Linked DNA regions of Macaca mulatta: region 2 is linked to region 1. A link is a contact called in public Hi-C data. All regions are on one chromosome and are shown on one strand. Each heading gives the region's core, a stretch centred on a gene start, on an enhancer-like site or on the middle of the called end of the contact. The rest is flanking DNA. Distances are from core to core; before and after follow the strand shown. Region 1 holds the start of MND1 (meiotic nuclear divisions 1). Region 2 holds the start of TMEM131L (transmembrane 131 like).

Region 1 (7,054 bases), core at 4,183-6,682:
GTGTTAAAGAAAATGACTTACTGTTTCAAAAAATATTTCCATCATGCGAGTTCTCTTTTCTTCTGCACTCAGTCCTTTTTTCTTTGACTAAAGCACAAAAATTAAAAAGTAATGCTTTTAAACACATTTTGAAAACAGCTAGATATGCAACATTATTTGAAATTTTATGCATGGTCTTATCTGATACCAACAGGTCTGATACTCTCAAAGTCAGACCTAAAGACTCATTTTAATTACTATCTGCCAACCACTGTGCTAGGTGCTGCCAAGGTAGTAACTATAAATTGAGATAGAGCCTGGCATTTCGTAGAAATTCAGTATTTATAAAGTGAACCAATGATAAGCCACTGTATTGACCTTCCAAAGGCTTACAATCTCTCCAGAAAATAGATAGATGTAACTACTTATAGCTAATGAACAGCTACATGTGCCAATTGCTACATAAATACCCAGAACAGAATGAATTCCACTATGCAGAGGAAGAAGGGTTACCTAAGAAGGACAGAGATTAAAAAGATTTTGGCAAATTGAGAAATGGTGAGAAGCACATCTTGGGGAGATCACACACAGGCACAATGTTATGGAAGTACATGGAATTCTCCAGAAGGATAAGCTGTGGGGGATAATTATTGTATGAAGTATGTATGGGGAGTGGCAGATGGGATGAGAAAGGTGTGGGGTCAGATTACGAAAGCTGACTGTCCAGCTGAGAGTGGACTTCATTCTAGACAATGAGGAGCTGCTGAGTAATTTCTAAAGCAGACTAGTGGCAAGATTAGAGTTGCATTTTAGTAAGTTAATTATAGCAGCAATGTGGACGACAAGAGGGAAGGAGGAAAGGCCTATCCAAGTAGAAAATGGAAGCCTACTCAGGTTATTCTTCTGTAATACCCTTTAGCCAATTTGAAATTAAGACAATATGTAGCTGAAATATATGTTAATAATAAATTTTACAGTATGTTGTATATAGAATATATAAAGCTAAATCCCAAGTTAGAAGAGAAAGGAGCCAAATTTCCTCCAACCCAAAGGTTTACAGGAAAAAAAAAAAGAGTGAGCACTATCACCTCCAGTTCTCTAATAAAAAATTCCGCACTAATATTTCTTATGTGATCTGCATCTTTCTCAAACATTGTAGGGGATTATAAAGGAATATAAATTGTTTGCTTAAACAGCAGACATAAAACCACAGTTAAAGACTGCCCCATCCAACCAAAAACATCATCAGAAAATGTGAGTTTACATAAGTGAAGACAATGATTTGGAATTGCCATTCTGGCTACACACTAGAGTGAGTGAGTCTTAATTCTTGTAAAACCTAGAAACCCACTAACTTGGCTGCGCGGTGGCTCACACCTGTAATCCCAGCACTTTGGCAGGCTTAGGCTGGAGGATCACTTGAGGCCAGGAGTTTGAGACCAGCCTGGGCAACAAAGCAAGACACTGTCTCAAAACAAAACGAAACAAAAAAAAGCCCCCCCCCCCAAAAAAAAAAAAAAAAAAAACAAACCGGTGCACTAACTCATTCCCACAGGAAAAAAATGATCAGGTATTTCTTGATGAGTAATATGGGTAAATAAATAGCTTAAAGTTTATATTTTTCTCTTCTTCCTCAGTCCACTCTCAAACACTGTTTTGCTGCAGGGTTTGGCTACTGACCCCATCTCCTAATATCTTATCTTTGATCTCATCTGCTTTCATGGTTTTAATTAACACTCATGCTGAGATCTCATATCTTTACATTCACCCCTGGGTGTGCTCCTGAGCTTCAGTCTCATGCATCTACCCGCCTGCTGGACAAAATTCAACTCTGTCTAAACTCAACTCTTCCTCTCTCATACCTACTCCCCACAAACTTGCTATTCTAGACCTTGAGTCTCAGATACTACCTCGTGACCCAAGCCAGAGGCCTGACAGTCATCCTAGGTACCTTTACCTCTCTTATCTCACATCCAACCAATCACCAAGTTCTGCCAGTTTCAGCATTTAATTACTTCTCTTATCTGTCCTGTCTGTTCTATCTCTACTACCACTGCCTCACTCAGGCCTTCATCATCCGTCTCCTGCAATATATCTCCAGTCCCCTAACCACACTTTGACTCACCCTCTATGTTCACATTCTGTGCTGGGAAAACATAAATATGACCATGTCCCTCCCTTGCTCAAAACCCTCCAGTGGCTCCCAGACATCCAGGCGTATCTGAGTACCCCAGTATGATATACAAACAAAGCCCTTTATCACCTAACCCCAGGCTACCTTTTACAGCCTCTTCCACCACACCCCACCTCAAATTTTGCCATTAACAGAATGGAAACCTAAGCTACTTGAGTTGTAACACAAAAACTACTTGCAATTATCTACTCAAAGAATGCTCTCATTTCCGTCCTTAAAAAAAATGTTGTTCCTCCGCCTAGAACACCCTCACCTCTCGCCTACTCAAAACTCCAAAACATCTCCCAAGGCTTAATTTAGGCGCTATCCCTCCAGAACTTCCCTGAGTTCACAGGCTAAGCATGTATTCCCAGAACACACCTTCGTCACATCACTTACTACATTGAAAAGATGTTTACTTGTCTCTCCCAGCACACTGAAAAACTTCTTCAGAACATGAACTGCCTTTGCCTTTCCAGGGCTTAGTGCCAAGTTAGAAAGGGGAGACATAAAGCCCTTAATTTTAGGACCATGTATCTAAAGCCCCCAACTCTAAAATTTGAGACTGCTCAGGCTCCTAAGCCCCCCAACACCTACCATACTCCCATAGATATAACGGGTGAATTAATCATAGTGAATTCAGTGACACCATGTATTGCCTGGCTTGGAGAGATAAATCAGAGAAATCTCAGGTAGGCAAACTCCAGGAACCCATACAGACCTGCTCACTAAACCTAGGGCTGAGAGCCAGGGTCCAGGACTGCTCTATCTGCCTGCCTTCATTCTTGCCTCTGCAGTATCTGATAAATCAAGCATGAAATTCGTAACAGTTAGAAGACTCCTTCAACATATTTTTCTAGTCCAACAGGTCCTAAACTGCCATACATTAGAATCAGCTCAGGAGTTTTTTAAAAATACTGATGCCCAGGCTCACGTCGAATGAATGGAATCAAAATCTCTGGAATGGGACCTGGGCAACATATTTTAAAAATCCTCCAATATATTTTTAAAATCCTCTCCAACATATTTTTTAATTGTGGCAGGGTTGAGAACCCTACTTTTGTCAGCCCAGAATCTGAAGGCCATGTCAAGGGCGCTGCAGGGCATTGGGAATCCCTTAAGAACTTCAGTCTGTGGCTGCATTAGCAGAAAGCAGATCCCGAAGTGTTAGGCAAGATCCTAACATTTTGATATTCTAAACAGCTCCTCGCACTCCACAAGAGGCAGGCAATGAGGAGAATCTAGTGTCCTGGTTTTAGGAAAGTTTTAGGAAAGCTCTTAACACTCAGCTCAGCAGCTATGGAAGTTACTCAGGAAATGTGGATGAGCTCTATCATCCATTTCCATTGTTTTCAGCCTGATTTATTCATCAGTCTTTTTTATGACTAGAAATAATTTCTATTAACCACAGTAGGAGTATCATACCCAGAATTAAAATAACTAATGTAAAAAGATGCCATATTAATACTCATATTTAGAAACTTCTCAAAAAAAAATCAATGAGGATGTATTTAATATTTAATTAAGACTAGGAAAAACCTGATGGTGTAAGTTAGCGATGCATTCAAATTAGTAGTAAGTCAGGAGACTCAAAATCTGACTCAAGGACTGTGAAGCTTTCTGGAAGTATTTTAAACCACTTTAAAAATCATGTTATCTGAGGAACCTTCTCAATTAGAAGTTATGGAATTCCTACAGCCAGCCCTACTCATCAATTACAATAAAATTATGAAGAATTACTAAGTAGATGTCACTGCTGCTCTCAGAGTTCAGCACTGCACTCTTCCAATTTCAAAAATTGCCCGAACTCTATTTACTTAGGCTGCCTAACCAAATGAAAACAGTTTCTAATTCATAATCAATCAAAAGTTTACCTTTGACCAACACTAAACTTATTTCCTGATCACATATTAAAAAATAGGAAGTCCGCATCTTATCAAAAGTTTTAATTTTTTAAAAGGATTCTCTATTATCAGAGGTAAGCTTCTGAAGAGTTAACACATTTAGTATTAGAAGGTGATTCATGTATAAAGAGAGAGAGATCAGGTAAAAGGACAAAGCGCGTTTGAGCTGCACAGTTCTCCAAGTCAGTTATACGAGGTCAGCAACCCTGCAGAGAAAATTGGTAACACTGAAGAGCACTGCTAACAGATTTAACTGTAGTCCTGTTTGGCTTCTTAGAGCACTGTACGCCCAGGTGGCTGGGTTGTTAGTTTAACCACAAAGAAGCCGTTATCATTTATAACTACATCTGGACAAGTATCTTCAAATAAATAGCATACAACTAGATCCTGGTGTCCCACCCCGCCCCCTTTAGCTCGGCAACATTTAACGGCCACTTAAGTAAATGAAGATATTAAAATCTTAGATCCATTTAACTAGATGTTGATTCTTCGCCAACTGAAGCAGAAAAAACGGCATGAAACTTTGAAGGTTTATGAAAATGATTTGATGGGCAGAAAGACCTTAAGCTCATAAAGCCGATCTGGAATCTTACCAGGACTTAACCGATAATGACAGACGAGGAAGCCTTATTCAGTGCAGAGGGTCCTTAAAAAAGCATCAGCGCCCTACACAACCAGCAGAGCCCGGCACAGGAGCAGCGACTCCTGCCCTTTGGCAGAAACCGGGGCATTTTCACAGAAATCGACTAATTGGCACAAAGTGAAGATCCGTTAGGTAACTCGAAACTGAGAAGTTCTGGAATGTGCTCTACGTATTACAATACAGAAAACCACTCAATGGTGACAAACCAGGAGGGCGCTTTGGGATCAAGACGTTCGCTTCCCGCAGTCCCTCCTGCCCACTTGCGCTTTCTCTCCCCGTTCTTAATGGGGGGCTACACCACGCGTGGCCGAGGCTGGAGGCGTAGGGAACCCAGGTTCTCAAGGGGTTCGTGGTCTTTTAGATAAATCGGGGTTGGTGAGGTTCTCGAGTCACGTTCGCGAACGCTTCCCGCGTTCTAACTTAACCCGCCCGATGGGCCCTGGGGACAGACGCTGGGTGCAGCCAGCCGGGAGGCCGCGGAACTCCGGACCGGAGCGGCGGGGAACGACGCAGAGTGCGGAATGGCCGCGGCGGGGCCGGGCCGGGCCTGGCCTCTCCACTGGGAGGCCGAGAGCCGGGCGACCGCTCCCGCGGCCCGGCATGGCGGTCAACGTCAGGCCGGGATCCACACGCCAACGAGGGGCGGCGAAGCCCACACACTAGGGAGGAAGAAGACGCGGGACCACAGCCTCAGTCCTTACCATGGCGCGGGCGCCGGGCCTTCCGCTGGCTGGGCCTGCGCGTTGGGCGAGGGGCGAGGGGCGAGGGGCGGGGAAGACCAGGGCGCGTTCGATTTTGGCGCCGCCGACACCGCGGGGGCGGAGCAGCGAGACCGAGAAGGTGGGGAAGGAGGCCGGTCCTCGGACGCGCGGCCCGCAGCGACCCCTAGCGGTCCATCCGAACAGCCGGCGGGGGAAGGGGCGCGGGCCTGGGGCCGGGGCTGGGGGAGCTTGTCCGCGTCTCACCCGACCGATTACAGAGCTGCCTCCGTCTCCTCGGTATTCTGTGAATGTGACTTTTTTTTTTTTAAAAAAAGGACATCTTGCCTTTGCTTTTACTGCGTTTTCTTGGCGCCGCAGAAATCTGGCCTAAGTTTGGATTTAAAAAAATAGAGGCGTTTTAGGCTGCTGAGGAAGTAAACGCTTCCTCCATCCTTGCGGATTTGTCTTGTCTGGGGCTGACTAGATTCCTTTCTTCTAATCTGTCTTCTAATCTGACCTCTCATCTTCTCCCGCAGCCGCTACCCACTGCTTTCCAGCTTTTCAAATCCCGTGTATGTCTGTTTTTCCCTTAGGTTTTAAAAAAGAAGGAAACAACGGAATGAATTTCGAATCAAAATGGTCAAAAATACGCTATTTCATGGCTTGAGAATAAATGCAGATTCAGAGCAAAAACTCAGGCCCCTGAAACTGCTGAAAACATTTCACTGAGAATTCAATTATTTTCAAAATTATTATATGGTGTTTTGAACCAGTTTTAGGTGTAAGAAGTACGGCCCGGCACAGTGGCTCACACCTGTAATCCCAGCACTTTGGGAGGCAGAGGCGGGCGGATCACTTGAGGTCAGGAGTTTGAGACCAGCCTGGCCAACATGGTGAAATCCCATCTGTAATAAAAATACAAAAATTAGCCAGGCATGGTGGCGGGCGCCTGTAATCCCAGCTACTCGGGAGACTGAGGCAGGAGAATCGCTCACTGCAACCAGGAGACAGAGAATGCAGTGAGCCAAGACCGCGCCACTGCACTCCAGCCTGGGCGACAGAGTGAGACTCTATAACACACACACACGGACACACACACTATAGTAAGTCGTGTAGATACTGTTAAGAGTAGCATCTAAAATCAGAATTTATGGCCCCTGTTGCTTCTGCTGGAGGCAGAGGAAGGGATACATTGAATTGCAGAGTTCCATTAATTTGGTTTTTCCTATAAGAGCTATACCATGTAATTGATGATACATAAGGTAATTTTAAAATGATAAATGAGTACATTAAGTAACTACAGTAATGGTATATAAATTTGTGCTATTTGGGGAAAGCCTTGTCTTAATTGGCTCTCAGGCTTGTTGCAGGTGAGTGGTGACTATCTGAGGCCAGTGGCACTGGGGTAAAAAAATTTACCAAGACAGTTGTAGGTAAAGAAAGGCAGAATCATTAGAGAAAGTATGAAAATACGTTGCAAGGGAGCAATGGGCAGAATCAGCAGAAAAGTAGCTGACTGCAAGGAAACAGAGGCTTGCTGGCGATTTTATAGAATAGTGCTTATGCTGTATACGGAAGACGGCTTTGTGCAGTACTGATGTTACAGTCCCAGGTTTTCCTTAGCCCCTGCCTCTGAAGCGACACAGTGCAAAAG
Region 2 (7,005 bases), core at 3,844-6,343, 130 kb before region 1:
TAATCCCAGCTACTCAGGAGGCTCAGACAGGAGAATCACTAGAACCCAGGAGGCAGAGGTTGCAGTGAGCTGAGATCACGCCATTGCCCTCCAGCCTGGGCGACAAGAGCAACACTCGGTCTCAAAAGAAAAAAGAAAACAAACAAACAAAAAAAACAAAGACACTACAGGAAACTCAAAGAGGGAGAAACGATGACAATGCCACTGCAGGGCAGGAGTCCAGAAGGACAGGCCCTGAATGAACAATGGGGCTGTTGCATTCATTAATTCAACAGATACGTGTTGGACATGCTTGGCCAAGGGTCGGGCTGGAGTGGGCGTCCCAGAGGACTGACACAGAAGGCCCTGCAGGGCACAGCAGGTCAGGTGGACATCACCTATGCGTGGATCACAAGGAATCGCAGTTTCTGACTTTGAAGGCAAAGTAAAAAGGTACACGAAGCCGTATCCTGCATACACCCAATTACTTCTTGAAAATAAGCTAATGAAACACCTGTTTGGTTTCCACACCATCACCACTTCTCATTCAGTGTGCTGTAGTGAGAGCAGAGGAAAATTTCTGTAAATGTAAGAATAAAATCACATATATTTTTCCTCCTTCCTCTCATGATCACCATGGATATACAGTTTGTATGTTCCTACACCAAATGATTTTATGACATGAGAGTATATAACAAAAAGATAAGATTAATACAACTTTACAATCACAGAGCACACAATAGGGCTGAGTTATCAATACTATTCAGACCTTTCAAAACAAGAAAGCTGTTCACGCCCTCCAGTGACCAAATCTACCAGTCAGCTCAGGGACCACTAAAATAACAGGTAACCTACAGTAGGCGCTCACTAAGTTCCAGGCACTTAATCTTCTCAAAGTCTTCTGAAACCAGCACCATCATTCCCCAGACTTTGCAGATAAGAAAACAGGATAAACAGGTGAATTTATGGAGCTAAAAAGGGATAGGGCTGAGATTCAAACCCGGGAGACCTAGCCAGAGGTTGACAGTTTACAACAATTCAGTTGTCGTATTTGGTTTTACTAATAAGTTAGTAAGTTCTTGATCACTTAGAGACCCATCATTTAAAAAAAAAACAAAAAACAAAAAACAAATGACCTAATCAACAGGAGACATGTCCAAAATAAATAACTATACAAACAGTGTTGGCAAATATGTTAGTGTGTTTTCTTTGTTTGTTTGTTTGTTTTTTGAGATGGAGTTTCGCTCTTATTGTCCAGGCTGGAGTGCAATGGCGCGATTCACGGCTCACTGTAATCTCCGCCTCCCAGGTTCAAGGGATTCTCCTGCCTCAGCCTCCTGAGTAGCTGGGATTACAGGCATGCACCACCATGCCCAGCTAATTTTGCATTTTTAGTAGAGATGGGGTTTCTCCATGTTGGTCAGGCTGGTCTCAAACTCCTGACCTCAGGTGATCCACCCCTCTCAGCCTTCCAAAATGCTGGGATTACAGGCGTGAGCTACCGGATGGCCAGTATTTTATTTAATGCCACATCCTCTAAAGTTCCTATTGCATCTACTACTGACAAATCTTAGCCTCTGAAACCATCTTTCAGTCTTCCTGCATGAAAGAAACCCAATGTACTGGTTAATTAAGCAGAAAACCCTCAAATTTAAATAACACCTATAAATATTCTTTTCAACAGACTCCATTTGACACATATGAGGGAATTTTTGCTGAAAAAATTCAAAATACTTTGAAAATAATTCATTTAAAATAACTTTCTTCAAAACTCTCTGCAGCTTATGAGATACATATATATACACACACGTGTGTGTGTTTGTGTGTGTGTGTGTATCTCCCTTACCCTTGGCCCAGGTATAAGCAGGGCAAGATAGCTTCTAAAAGGATTACATAGAGACAGGGATGAAGTATTTAGAAAATTATTTTGAATACCAGTTTCACTTTCATTATAGCTTTGATTAAAACAGCTTAGCTATAAATCCCTCTATAGTGAATATCCCGGTTTCTGAATTCTGACATCTATTATCAAAACAAATTGTATTATACATATAAACAAACCAGAAATTAAGAACTGTATAAAATAGGCCAGGCATGGTGGCTCACGCCTGTAATCCCAGCACTTTGGGAGGTCGAGGCAGGCAGATCACGAGGTCAGGAGATCAAGACCATCCTGGCTAACACGGTGAAACCCCGTCTCTACTAAAAATAAAAAAATTAGCCAGGCGTGGTGGTGGGCGCCCATAGTCCCAGCTACTCAGGAGGCTGAGGCAGGAGAATGGCATGAACCAGGGAGGCAGAGCTTGCAGTGAGCCGAGATCACGCCACTGCACTCCAGCCTAGGCAACAGAGGGAGTCTCAGTCTCAAAAAAAAAAAAAAAAAAGAAAGAATTGTATAAAATAACTTTTAAGCCTATAAATAATCATATCATAAGCCTTGACATTTCCATCTCTGAGCACACCTACTAAATCTTCAACTAACGCTCTAACAAATGAGAGTCTATAATACTAGACTCAATCATCTATAATTTACTTTCCTTTTAGTCTGGGTTGGCTTCCAACACTAGCAAGTAAGAGGTAGAAACTACAATTGAGCAAAAACGCGAATACATATACATAGATATACACCAGTGCTTCTCAACCAGGGCAATTTTGCTCCCCAGGGACATCTAGCAATGTCTGGAAACATTTTTAGTTGTCAAAATCAGGAGGGGGTGGGGGAGAGGGGGAAGCAGCAGTGAGTGCCACTGGCGTCTAGTGGGCAGAAGCAAGGGATGCTAACTGTTCAGCATCTCACAGTGCACAGGACAGCCCCCACAACAAAGAACTCTCTAGCCCAAAATGTTACCAGTGCCACTGTTGAACAACTCTGATATACACAAACATAATTAGTTTTTAAATAAATACATCCAGTTAAATGTGGTTCTCGCATTTAATACGATGGATTTCTACTGTTATTTTTATCTTTCTGTATCCTCCAAACAAAACACATATGTATATTATTTAAAATCGGGGGAAAAAATCCATTTGAGAATAAATTTTTAGGAGAAGGAGAACCTATCTGCTCCTCATCCTGATGGGGCCTTTTCTCAAAAGACCTGTCTCATTCAGGCTGCTGGTCTTCAAGGAGGATCCAGGAAAATTCTCCTCTAAAATCACCTCTCAGCCTTGAAGCTGTTATTCATTGGCCCTAATCAAAATGAATATTCCAAATATCTCAAAACCAGCACACTGAATGTTTCACATAGGAGGTCTCGAGAAAACTGAAATGTAAAACTGGACAGCCTCTCCAGTAAAGTTATAGCTAGACATCCTGTTTCCCTAAACAGCCACAAGATGCAACACAGAATTAAGTGCTGCCACCAACGTGGGAAGTAATGAACATCTTAAAAAGTACTGCACACAAGCTGAATATTCCCTTATAATTCAAGCCACTCCCACCCAAACAATGCATTTTGGATCACTACTGTTACTGGTGAAAGGCAGTCAACAATATTATATTTCAATGTGCACACTTCACAGTCAATGGGAATTTCTTGTAAAAGTTAAAAGACAAAAGCTTTGCAGTACTGTATCTGTTGCAGCAATAAACCCTCTATGATGCTACAGATTCCCAATAAAATGTAATTATTTTTCTACATGCAATCATCATATCATCATACAGAGAAAAAAACTTGAAATTCAAGTTCTTAAGTGGGTGTATTTTAACAGGAATTAAGGGCACTTGGAGAAAATCCAAGATGACAATCCTTTAAAGTCACATCTTCATCCCAAAACTACTTAACGCTAATGGCAAATACCACTCTAACATTTATGAAATCAATACTCCTGTTGTCCTCAACCTCTTAGCCACTTGCCATCCACACAGCACCAGCTCACTTAGGGAACAGTGTGCACCCAGGACACCCACGGCCGAGCAGACCGCTGGCCGCGTCCCTGCTGAGGTGGCCTGGGTTCCCACCTTCTGAACTTGGGGCCAGCCTGACTCACGCCCTGTCACATGGCGTGGGAGGAGCTGGGAAGGCCACCGTTGCCAGGTTGCCAGGTGTTCAGGCTCGGCCCCTAACGTTTATTTGCCTTGCAAAGTGGCCCGAGCGCCTGTGCCTCTTGGACAGGGGTTGGGGAGGACCAGCGGCCTCCCCGCCTCTCCTCCCTTGCACACCCACAGCCGCCCTGTCACCTGGTCGTCCTCACCTGAGTGGGCAGCAGGAGTTCCCCTTCTTCTGCCTGCCACAGCTCCACCACGTTCGGCAAGGGCTCAATCGCTGCAGGAACACCAAAAAATACAGCATGTTTTTAATGCACGCTGAAGAAACGCTTCCTGTTTCCCCTACCGTCCCTCCGTGCCACCCGCCTCACCAAAACACGTCTCTTTTTCCTCCCAGGAACAGAGGCCATCTGAGGGGCGAGCCAAGGATAAAAACCCAATGGGCGGGGTGTGAGCCGGTGGCCCCTCGGACGCGAAGGCGACAGCGTGCAGGCTCGGGGTGCTCATGCTGGAGGGGGACGAAGTGGGATTGAATACACCCCACGGGACACTCCGGGCTCCGCAGCCCGAGCATCTGGAGTATGGACCCTGGGCGGCCAGGCTCGGGGAAACAAAGCTGCAGGAAGCCGGGCCGCGGCGGGGCACCCGCGCGCGCCACACAAAGCGGGGGCTGCGCCCCGGGCGCAGGGGCCCGCGCACAAAGGCTCCAGGGCGAGAGCGGCTAGCGGTCCCCAAGCCCCGCGACTGCCCCGCTCTCCAGCTGTACGGGGCAGAGGGGCGCGGGAGGGGACGCTGTGGTCAGAAAATGTTATCAGCGGAGAATTGCAACAGCTTTCCTTCCTTCTCCTGCCCCTTTCCCTTTCCTCCCTTCGCCCTCTTATAGATTTCAGCAGTTCCCTAAAAGAAAGAGCGGGGGCGGGGTGGAGAGGCAGAGCGAGCCCAGCGGCGCAAGGCTGACCTTGTCCCTGAGCCCCTCCCGGACGACAGCAGGGCAGCAGGACCTGGAAGACGCCCAGCAGGAGGTTCACGGTCGCGGCGGTGCGGCAGTAGCAGCCGGGCTGCGGGCGTCGGAGCCCCGCCATGCTGGTGCTCGCGCTCCTCTCCGGTGCTCGCCGCACTCGCCACTAGCTCGCTGGCGCCCCAGCTGCCTCGCCCCGGGCCCGCCCCCGTGCCGCCCCGCCCCGCCCCGTGCCGCCCCCGCCGCCGCCGCAGCTGCTGCAGCTCCAGCCCCGGGCGCGCCGTTTGGTCTGAGCGCGTGTGCGCCGCAGATAGGGAGGGACGGAACGCGGCGGGGTGCGGGGGAAAGTGGACAATGCGAACGCGGCGGCCGCGGGCGCCCCGCCCCGGCGCGGAGCACATGGCCGCGGGCCCGCCCCGCAGCGCGCACTCTGCGGGGCCCGGGCGCTTTCCTCGGCTCGGACGGTGTCGCTTAGAACTGTCCGCGGGGACTAGCGGCCCACTTTTGCCAAGTGCATTTTCATGAACTTTTGGGTGGTTGCCGCTTTGTTGAGGCGCTCGGACCACGGTCGAGAGATTACCCCCGAGGGAAGAGGTGGCGGTGGAGGTGGGAACGAGGAGTCGCCAAGCGAGAGGCCTTGGACGCAGGATATTAGTGGAAATAATGCAGTGGTTGTCAGGAAACGCGAGTGCAGCCACATGGCCACTGCCAGTTATGCAGCGAGGATATCCGGTGGCTGCAAAGTCTGTAATTTAGAATAAAAAGAGCTCTCCCAAAACCCGAGAGGCTGACCTCAGCGCCGCGTGGCGGTAGTGCGCCCGGCACCCTCTGTGGACACTGTCCAGGTCCTGACAGGTGGGGAAGACTTCCTAGGGGATTTATAGCTTCGAAGACCCTGCAAATACTCCCTTTTGAAATTATATTGCAAAATTCAGCCAGCCTCTCCTGAAATAAGGTTGGGGTCGAGGATGTGGCCAGTTGCCTGTTTCTATCATTAGTAGGATAATGGAAGTAATACGTGAAAATGTATTTCCTGGTTCCAGGTTTCGATGTCTATAACTAACAAGTCCAAAATCTGGCATCTCTTTAAGTTAACATCCTGCCTTTACCAACGAAGTCACAAACAAGGGCTTATTCAGAAATCAATTTGCATAACCTAGAAGTATGGGCAATCTTATGATTTTTTAAAGTTAACTTACTGCTTTCACTGTAGCTTGTATGAAATTCAGAGAATATGAACAATATAGTATGAAGAGGGGAAGTGATGGGACACACCTGTTTACATTGATCCTCTGTTTAATTGCTTCTGGTGCTTTACAGGCCAGACTATAGAAAGCCAGTGCTTGCATAGCAGACACAATCCTGAGAAGGACAAAATGAAGTCTAGATCCTCTCTCCTAAAGACATAATACAGTACTGTGAACACAGTCTCACACTGTCTGCATTTAACTCCAAACAAGGCTAAATAGTCTAATTGCTTGGCCAGACTTAACATGTAAGTAGATTAGCATAAATATAAGTTGTTGATGTGAAAAAAAAAAGAGGGGGGGGACACTTTGCATTTTCCAACTTGAATACCTCCAGTAGTCTCTGTTCCATACTTTTTTCTGTATTCCTTGACAACATCTTCCTTTATTTAGCAAGGATCTCCAGTGCCATCTCAGTGTGCCCTTTTTTTCTCTTCACTTCTCCAAGTTTATATTTGCCCCTTGGATTCTGAAGGTCCCCCACGGAGTTAAAGGGAACTCCAGTGACAGGAATATTTGCACAGCCCACTTAAGCAGTAACTGCACCTTCAAAGTTTATTTCTAAATGGAAGTATTCTCATGGGCCTATTTATTTACAGAATGTAATTTTAAGTCCTCGTATGACTATAATACATGTAAAGGAAAGCAAGCAAACATTGACAGCCTAACTGGTTTTATTAAACAGATTTAAAGTTGTGATACAAAAGTTTTTTGCTAACATTTAAATTACTTTACTCTTTTACTAGTAAAGTCTTTCCCATACTAACGAGTATCACAGCATCAATAGAAATGACTTAAAAGATAGAGTAACATTGAGATGGACCATATGTAAA

What was found. Hi-C and Micro-C count contacts between places; a contact is called where the count stands out from the background.
Region 2: a Hi-C map of liver shows a contact between it and region 1, with 5 times the contacts expected there. The contact joins the promoter of TMEM131L here to the promoter of MND1 in region 1. A contact is called at or near these places in 3 of 14 Hi-C or Micro-C datasets (fetal cortex germinal zone, fetal cortical plate and liver).

The regions. Positions count from the first base shown.
Region 1 is chr5:161,931,641-161,938,694 of T2T-MMU8v2.0, reverse strand. It overlaps MND1 (meiotic nuclear divisions 1), which reads right to left and starts at 5,432. Exons shown (of 8, transcript NM_001258106.1): 1 at 5,401-5,432; 2 at 22-87. The coding sequence starts at 5,403.
Region 2 is chr5:162,059,824-162,066,828 of T2T-MMU8v2.0, reverse strand. TMEM131L (transmembrane 131 like) reads right to left here and starts at 5,093. Exons shown (of 36, transcript XR_013417348.1): 1 at 4,926-5,093; 2 at 4,174-4,244.